3 separate regions of the Mus musculus genome follow, and regions 1 and 2 are each linked to region 3. A link is a contact called in public HiChIP or PLAC-seq and promoter capture Hi-C data. All regions are on one chromosome and are shown on one strand. The core of a region is the stretch at or near the end of the contact, and the rest is flanking DNA. Distances in the headings are between cores, read along the strand shown.

What was found. Promoter capture Hi-C pulls out the DNA fragments that hold promoters and counts their contacts. HiChIP or PLAC-seq counts read pairs in DNA pulled down with a chosen protein or histone mark.
Region 1: an H3K27ac HiChIP or PLAC-seq map of bone marrow-derived dendritic cells shows a contact between it and region 3, with 5 times the contacts expected there. The contact joins the enhancer-like site here to the promoter of Ptpmt1 in region 3. A contact is called at or near these places in 5 of 39 promoter capture datasets (the C10 cell line, cranial neural crest, liver and 2 more), 4 of 115 datasets of contacts at active chromatin or transcription factors (bone marrow-derived dendritic cells, embryonic stem cells, large pre-B cells and 1 more) and 1 of 9 other capture datasets (liver).
Region 2: a contact with region 3 is called in a promoter capture Hi-C map of cranial neural crest. The contact joins the enhancer-like site here to the promoter of Ptpmt1 in region 3. A contact is called at or near these places in 7 of 39 promoter capture datasets (3T3-L1-derived adipocytes, the C10 cell line, cranial neural crest and 4 more) and 2 of 9 other capture datasets (liver and pancreatic islet).

Annotation. Positions count from the first base shown.
Region 1 is chr2:91,496,952-91,499,658 of GRCm38.p6, reverse strand. It overlaps Lrp4 (low density lipoprotein receptor-related protein 4), which reads right to left. Exons shown (of 38, transcript NM_172668.3): 29 at 2,551-2,707; 30 at 2,269-2,403; 31 at 1,211-1,319. Among named protein-coding and RNA genes, the nearest start is that of Ckap5, 28 kb to the left of the region's middle. Within about 2 kb of position 1,383, at least 52 of the 459 cell types and tissues checked have an H3K27ac peak or open chromatin away from gene starts, as enhancers often do. A contact at or near this core is called in bone marrow-derived dendritic cells and neutrophils, where this site is marked.
Region 2 is chr2:91,469,129-91,471,893 of GRCm38.p6, reverse strand. Lrp4 (low density lipoprotein receptor-related protein 4) reads right to left here. Exons shown (of 38, transcript NM_172668.3): 2 at 619-765. Among named protein-coding and RNA genes, the nearest start is that of Lrp4, 13 kb to the right of the region's middle. Within about 2 kb of position 1,438, at least 55 of the 459 cell types and tissues checked have an H3K27ac peak or open chromatin away from gene starts, as enhancers often do.
Region 3 is chr2:90,916,453-90,919,384 of GRCm38.p6, reverse strand. Ptpmt1 (protein tyrosine phosphatase, mitochondrial 1) reads left to right here and starts at 1,335. Exons shown (of 5, transcript NM_025576.2): 1 at 1,335-1,673; 2 at 1,676-1,775; 3 at 1,876-1,956. The coding sequence starts at 1,399.

The DNA.
Region 1 (2,707 bases), core at 134-2,633, 580 kb before region 3:
ATCCCAAATTCTTTCCTTCTCTTTTTTCTCTTCTTTTCTTTCTTATTCTTTCCTTCCTTCCTTCCTTCCTTTCTTTTCTTTTCTTTTTTTTTTTTTTAGACATGGTCTCATATAGCCCAACCTAGCATCAAACTAGCTATGTAGTTGGGGATAACCTTGAATCCTCCTGCCTCACCTCCAAGTTGCTGGGATTACAACCATCACTGCCACATAGTTCCTTCAGGTTACCTGTTGTGTTGAACTATCCCAGATAAGGTTAGGAGTAATTGAACTAGTTACATGTGATGGCAGATCTCTGTTTTAACTTGAGACAGAGTCTTACTAAGGATCCTGCCAGCACAGACCAGTCCAGCCTTGAACTCAGAGACCTATAAGCCACCTCACCGACTTGGTGGTTAATTGTGAATGTCAAGTTGATGGGATTTAGAGATCATCATGGAAAAAACTTCAAGGCATGCCAGAGCGGTTGCTAGAGTAAGTTAATTAAGGTGAGAAGATTCACTTTAAATGTGAGCAGGCTGTGGTCCTGGATGGGACTAAAAAGGAGAGGTAGCCAGGCACAGCATGCACCAATGTCTGCCTCCTGACTGCATTACACTGTGACCAGCTGCCTCCTGCTCCTGCCGTCATGTCTTCTCTGTTATGATGGACTGAACCTTTGAACTGTGAGCCAGAATAAACCTTCCCTTCCTTAATTTGCTGTTGTCAGTAAGCAATTAATACAGTATGTCTCGTGTTCGCAGAGGGCTACGTCCTATGTTGACACTAGTGCATACTTCAAGTGCATGTCACTGTTAAACCAACTTGTTTTATAGGTAACTACAGCCTACAGAGGTCCCGTGTCCTGTTATTTATCCAAGTAGGCTTCAGGCTCATTGTGAAGGCATGCAAACACCAAATAGCTGGCCACATCAAATCTCTCACTTTTAGCCATTCTAACAAACTTTAACTTAAGTGAGCTAAAAGCACAGCAGTAGATTCACCAGGGGAACTTATCAAAATGCCATGTTCCTGGGCTCAGTCATCACAAAGCAACTTCTCTATAGCCAGGGCCCCGGCACAAGTTGCACCTCTTTTTGAGAGCCAGGCCTTCAAATGACAGAACACGGAAGTGCTGGGCCAGGATAGCAGAGTACTCTCTAAGTGGCTTAGGATCCCCAGGAAACACCCTAGTCAGGGAGGTCTAGTTACCTCTCTCCTGAGCCAGTACCTGTGTGAGGGCAAAGGGGTGGGACACATGGCTGACCAAGACCTGCCTCAGCTTCCCATTGAGGTCAGCACTCTCGATCCGATCCAGATGTGCATCTACCCAGTAGATCCTGAGAAGAGAAAGAGAAGGGGGTGGGGCAGATGGTTCTTCCCCATAAGGTGCTTCCTGTTCCTCCCCAAGCTGAACTGGCAGGCGCAGTCAGGAAACACTCCTGACGAGAGGTCACCATGAGCCCCACAGCTAAAGAACAGAATGTAACTCATAAGCAGGGAACCTGAAGCTGTGGGGACACAGAGAATTTAGGACCACCCGCAGCCTTTCCTTGGCAACTTGATCACCCTTTGGGTCCTAGCCGGAAATCTAAGCCCACAGTTTTATAAATGGTCTTCAGAAAGGGTTCAGGCCATGTGGCCCTACCTAACCAAGGTTAAAAGAAGAGGTCACCCTACCAACTCTCCAGGTGACCTGACCTTAATTCTTTTCCTCCGGGGGCAGGAAGGGGAAGTCACCCTCCTCTGCCCTTCCCTTTTTTTCACCCTAATCTAGAGGAGAAATTACCAATCCCAGAGCCTATTGCTTCTGCAGGTAAGCCACAAATCTAAGACCCTAAATGGATATGTAAAATAGGACACAGTCTGTCTACTGATAATCCTCAGAACTTGCAAACCAAGGAGACCAAAGCCACTGAAGGCTCAGGGCTGGATTCAGCAAGCCTGGTGCTGACTGCATTGTCTTTTTTTTTTTTTTTTTTTAATTTATTTTGGTTTTTCGAGACAGGGTTTCTCTGTGTAGCCCTGGCTGTCCTGGAACTCACTCTGTAGACCAGGTTGGCCTTGAACTCAGAAATCCGCCTGCCTCTGCCTCCCGAGTGCTGGGATTAAAGGCGTGCGCCACCACGCCCGGCCTGACTGCATTGTCTTACCCCTTTCCCTGTTTCCTCTTCCTCATCTGTCCAGGGATTTTCCATATTTTCTCCCCCCCCCACCCCCATGCCAACCTCTGTGCTCTCCTTGGCCCGCCCTCTATTCCCAGGCAGCTGTCTGGACCAGGGTCCTCACCTGCGGGTATCATAGTCCAAGGTGAGGCCGTTGGGCCAGCCTAGGTCTGTGTTGATGAGGACCTTCCTCTCAGAGCCATCCAGGTTTGCCCGTTCAATCTTGGCAATGTGGCCCCAGTCTGTCCAGAAGAGGTACCTAAGATACAATAGCGCCATTGTCACAAAGAGATTGGCAGAATATAGTGGCTACCACCCACCCATTAATCTGTAAACACATTCTGGGAGCTGCTTTTCTACCAGTCCCTTCTAGACTGGAACTCTTTCCCGCTAGACATGAACTTACCCCTTTCTGGGGAAAACAGCAATGGCCCGGGGCTCGTCTAGACTGTTGTTGATTAGCACTTTGCGACAGGATCCATCTAGCCGAGATGCTTCGATGGTATTTCGGCCGGTATCTGTCCAGTACAGGTTTCTGGCAACCCAGTCCACTGCCAGCCCGT
Region 2 (2,765 bases), core at 189-2,688, 550 kb before region 3:
ACTATACAGAGTATTAAAATATAATGAAAACAATCTGCACCTATGTATAGCACAGAAAAAATTTAAAAGTATGCATGTATCATGCACACAGAATTCACAAATACAAGGAGAGCTGTTTAATAATGTCTATTTATGTCTTTAAGGGTATTTTCTTTTATGCCTTTTCCAAGTTTGCTTTTCCTTTCTTTCTTTTTCTTGTTTTCTTTTTCTTTTCTTTTTTCTTTCTTTTTCTTTTCTCTCTTTCTCACTTTTTTTTTTTTTTTTGGACAGGGGTTTCTCTAGCTCCAGCCATCTTGGAACTCACATTATAGACCAGACTGGGTGCGAACTCAAGAGATCTGCCCGTCTCTGCCTCCCAAGTGCTAGGATTAAAGGTGTGAGCCACCATGCGGGCCCTTTTGCAACGCTTCAAAGTGTGTGCTTATTGGGGTTAGAGGCATGATCTACCCAATAGAAATACAAGTTTTTAAATGTGTACATGTGAAGAAGCGATGTCTCTCTCCACATCCGGTCACCCTTGCAAGAGCCCAACTCTAAGTTGGACACAAGGCAGGCAAGCATAAAACACTCCTTGGTTCATCCTTTATCTCCTCCTGCTAACCCAGGGATGCTACTTACTACAGCCATCCTCATCGCTGTGGTCTCCACAGTCATTGTCTCCATCACACTGCCACTGGGCGGGGATACAGGTACATTCGCCAAGCGCGCTCACCGCACATGTGAAGTGGCTCCGACCACATGCACACTCCAGACTGCTGGCTATTCCTGGGCAGAAAGAATAGGAAAAAGAGGGCATTGATGCCTGTCCACCCAAAGCCAACAGGGTTGGGGAGGAGAAAAACCCAAGGGAATTGTCACTCAGATTTCCTTCCTCTGCCAGGGCAGATATGATCCCAAAGACAGCTTCGGACTTTGGGTTCACAGAGAGCCTCGTGGCCCCGTCTATGGCATCTTTACACAGCATCTCTGAAGGCCAGGAGACAAATAAAGCCACCAAGGGATGTTGTGCTCAGAACAAGAGTGGGGGACAGCCGCCACCTACCAAGACACCTCTATATGCTTTCTTCCAAAATTAGAAAACTGAGACACAAGTAAACCTTCCTCCACCTTGCAGCCTCAAGCACTGACGCAAGCTAGAACGGTGAAACCAGATCACGGTGCCTCTCGATGTCAAGGAATCCAGGTGGGGAGGCACGAAGGAGCTTGCGAGTCCTATCATCAGATTTTACTTTTCGGGGCAAGGGGTGACAAGATCAAGCCACCTCAGGACAGACTAACCAGGACCAGCCAGTGCTCCAGTCAGTGCCTTCCAGTCTGTGAGACAGACCAAGGCCTGCAGGAAGGCCGGTGGACGCAGCCCCTCCCCCAGCCTCAGCAGCATGCAGCTGGCTTCCCCATTGAGCATCAAGCTATCTGCCTGGCCAAGTCCCATGACTGGCTGCAGTGCCCCCTCCCCAGAGTACCCAGCAGGATGCCCTGGGATGGCGTGTGAATGGCTCGGTGCCCCTGCTCCAGCCTCAGCTGGAACAAAGGGTTCTTCTAGGGTCACTCTCCCCCCTCAGATTATTCATCTAACCCGCTGAGCTGCTGCAGCTGTGGAAGGAGGGGGCCTGCCTTGTTGCTCATCTCGTCCCTAGCTTTCCTCTCTTCCTCCCATTAGCTGGGCCCTGCCTTCAGCCTGGGCTGGAACTGGGAAGGGTCAGCTGTACATTGCCACTCCTGTTCCTTTACTATTGGTCTCTACGCCTCCCCAGTCTTCCTACTTCTCTCCCAAAGGTGTGAGGTTAAGGCAAAGCTTCCTAACCTGCAATGGATGGCTGAATAGATGGATGGCCAATCAGCCTTTGACATCTGTGAGCCAGCCTCTCAAGCTATGCCCAAATGTATATTTCTAGCCTTCTCTCAATTGTCTACACGTAAGAGATAAAGTTATCCCAGGAAAGATGCAGAATTTCCTTCTGAAGGCAAGCAGAGTCCTTTTAGGAGGGACAACAGCTTTGCCTTCCTCATAGGAAGCCCTCACTTCAAGCCCAATGTCTGTCTTTCTACAAAAGACTGGAGGGTTCTTCCCCAGAGAAACTCAGAAGGTCCCGTTGCCCAGGGCAACTGCCCAGTTGCCTGCTCTTCTCAGTTCCTAGACTGAGGAATAAGGACATCTCTCACTAAGACCTGAGACAGCAGAGCCTGAGGAACACTGGCTCAGTGAAGTACACGCACATCTTTACGGAACCCTGGGCCAGATTCAGCAGCGTGGACAATTCCATGCAAGGATGCTTCTGGCACACAACTCTCCTTCGTGGAGAAGCTGCAGAGAGAACTTAAGGCTTAGTTAGTAAGTTTCAGCAGGAGAAGAGGAACAGCTTTGTCCTTTAGGGGACCATCCTTCAGTGCTCCAGGATGCCTGAGCTTCTAGAAGCCAGGGATGCAGCTAAGTACCCCAGCAGTGCACGGGATGCTCCTTGTCCCTGTAAACTGACCCATAAGTCAGCAAAGGTGGAGAAATATGGATAGTACCATACAATCAGAACAGAGGTAGACCTGGAGGGACATCCAGAAAGAAAGACAGATAGGAAGAAGGGATAAAATGGAAGAGTGCAAAAGGGTAAATGCCTGACCTGGAGCAGACAAGCAGACCTTGGGTTCCATCAAGCAGGCACATGACTTTGTGCAATTCGCTTTCTTTCTTTCTTTTTTTTTTCCTTAAGGGAAAAGTAGCACTGGGGGTTAAACCCACTAAACCACATCTCAGACCTCATTTTACTTTT
Region 3 (2,932 bases), core at 86-2,585:
TGAGTGCTGGGATTAAGGGGTGTGTCACCATGATGGCAGACTCAATTCTTACTATACTTTCCAATCCCCACACTGAAAATGGCATGTCTGCTTCACTTATCGATTTAAAGTAAATGGGCTATTTTTCCTTACCTTTTTTTTTTTTTAAGATTTATTTATTTTATGTATGTGAGTACACTGTAGCTGTCAGACACACTAGAAGAGGGCATCAGATCCCATTACAGATGGATGTGAGCTACCATGTGGTTGTTAGGAATTGAACTCAGGACCTATGGAAGAACAGTTGGTGCTCTTACCCTCTGAGCCATCTCTCCAGCTCTACACGTTCCATTTTAAATTTAATACTTGTTAATTCTTTGAGGATCTCATACATGTATTAATGCACTTTGATAAAATTCATCCCCACCCTCCAAACTCCTCTCAACCTACTCTTTCCTTCTTGGGTATTATTACGAGTATTTCTTTGATAAGAATAAAATATATCTCTTTTTTAAAAGGAGGAAAAAGATGACAGACAGTGGTAGCACATGTCTTTAATCCCAGAACTCAGGAGGCAGGGACAGGTGAATCTCTGAGTTCAAGGGCTGCCTGGTCTACAAGAGAGTTCCAAGACAGCCAGGGCTACACAAAGAAACCCTATCTTGAAAAACGAACAAACAAATCACCCCAAATCAAAACCAAAAAGGAGGGGAAAAGCAGCAGATACAGGTTAAGAGTATTTTCTTGTGGCTGGAGAAATATTTAAGCAGTTAAGAGCACTGGCTACTCTTCCAGGGAACCCTGGTTTGATTTCCAGCATTCTCCAGCTTTCTCTCCGAGTCACGCTCCAGTCCCATGGGTTCCAACATCCTCTTTGGACTCCTTGGACTTTGCACCCAGGTGATGTCATACAGGCAGGCAAAGCACCCAACACACACACTTTTTTTTTTTTTTTTTTTTTTTTGAGACAGGGTTCCTTTGTGTGTCCTGGAGCTAGCTACATAGCCAGTAGAAGACATTTAGGGCTTCATAGTGTGACCTGGTTTTAAAAAAGGAGAGGGGGGGGGGCGGGGAAAGACAGAGAGACAGAGAGACAGACACAGACAGACAGACACAGGGCAGTAGACCACCACCTAGGTTCAAGTTCAGGTTCCCTGCTCCCCCAAGAGCAGCTGACAACCACCGCTTTTTTTACAGGCAGACTCGGCTTCTCCAGGGCCTTCCCTGTTTAGAGGAGCCTCTCTGCTGAGCCTCCTCCTTAGTGATGGGTGCACTCCGGGGTCACGGCCCCTCCCTAAGGTCAGGGGTTGGAGAGCCGGCCCTGCTCCTTAGGCAGGGTCACAGTTTCACCCGATCTTGCCATTCCACTCCCTCCACCCGACCCCTCGCCGCGCCTCGCGGCGCCTCTCCTTTGGAGCCATGGCTCCTGTTCCGGGATCCCTCGGGCAGGGCCGGGACTCCGGGGACTCAGCTTCGAAGAGTCGGGAGGCATCAGGTGGCCCTCAGCTCTCGTCCTCCGCGTCCTTCTCGCGGTGGCTGGTCGCGAGCCCCGGGGCCGGTGGCTGGCCGCTGCGCCTGGCGGGGTGGGGCGCCTCGCCACTGCGCCTGGCGGGGTGGGGCGGGATGGCGGCCTCCGCGTGGCTGGAGGCCGGCCTGGCCCGGGTGCTCTTCTACCCGACGCTGCTCTACACAGTGTCCGGGGGAGGGTGCGCGGCCCGGCGCACCGCGACTGGTACCACCGCATCGACCACACGGTTCTGCTGGGCGCGCTGCCGCTGAAGAACATGACGCGCCGGGTGAGAGACCGCCGGGCCGGGCCGGGCCGGGCCGGGAGCGGGCCCAGGGCCTCTGCGGGCGCCCCGCGGCCCTCGCTGAGCCTCCTCTTTGCCTCGGCAGCTGGTACTGGACGAGAACGTGCGCGGGGTGATCACTATGAACGAGGAGTACGAGACCCGATTCCTGTGCAACACCTCGAAGGTGAGGACCCGGGCCCTCTGGCCTGGCTGGCCCAGCACTCGGGCCTGGGAAAGCTGGAGAAGCTAGGGGAAGAGGAAGGACGCCGTGGGTGACCTTGTCTCCGAGACCAGTGTTGGAGACCTAGTTGCCTTCTCAAGTTCTGTGTATGTGGGTCAAGCTCAAATGGCTGCAGGTGGAAAGACGCTGAAGCTGATAAGCCAGAAAGAAGTCTTGCGAGTCTGGAGACTCAGGTGGCAGAGGCAGGATCTTTTGAGCCCAGGAGTTCAATGTGTCCTGGCCATTGTCTAAAAAGAGCGAGCTAACCCGCTGTGGGTGGCTCACTCCTGGAATTTCAGCCCCCTTAAGGCAAGAAGTTGTTCCAGGCCAGCTTGGTGTATTGTATGTAGTGAGCTCTGGGTCAGTCAGGACACAGGACAAGGAAGTCCTGCTTCAAAATGGGGACGGGGGGTACAGTTCTTCATGCACAGAATTGTACATGTATATGCTACTTTTCCTTTGTTTGTTTATTTTGAGACAGGGGTCTTAAGTCCTGATCCGATTCTCCTGCCTCCACTTTCCAAGTACTGAGATTACAGGCATGTGCTAATACACCCATTTTGTATTTGTGATTTTGGTCACTAACCTCAGTAACTAAAATTGTGACTTGTGTGTGGTGGTTTGAATATGCTTGGCTCAGGGAGTGGAGCGAGAGAACCCTGACTAATACAATGTGCCTTGCTGATTTCATTCATTTCAACACATATTTTAGCATCAGGTTTGAATTAGTTATTGTAGCTTTGGAGACGAAGGCCAACTGTAAGAAAAGCATTTCTTTAAGAGTGTGGCTCATACCTGTTATGTTAGCACTTTGTGAGTGAAGGTGGGAAGATCAAGAACTTGAGACCAGCCACAGTGTGTGGTGAGGTGGAGGCCAGCCTGGGCTACATGAGCCTGTGTCTAAAAACAAAATCACAGATAAGAAAAGGGTACCCTCTTC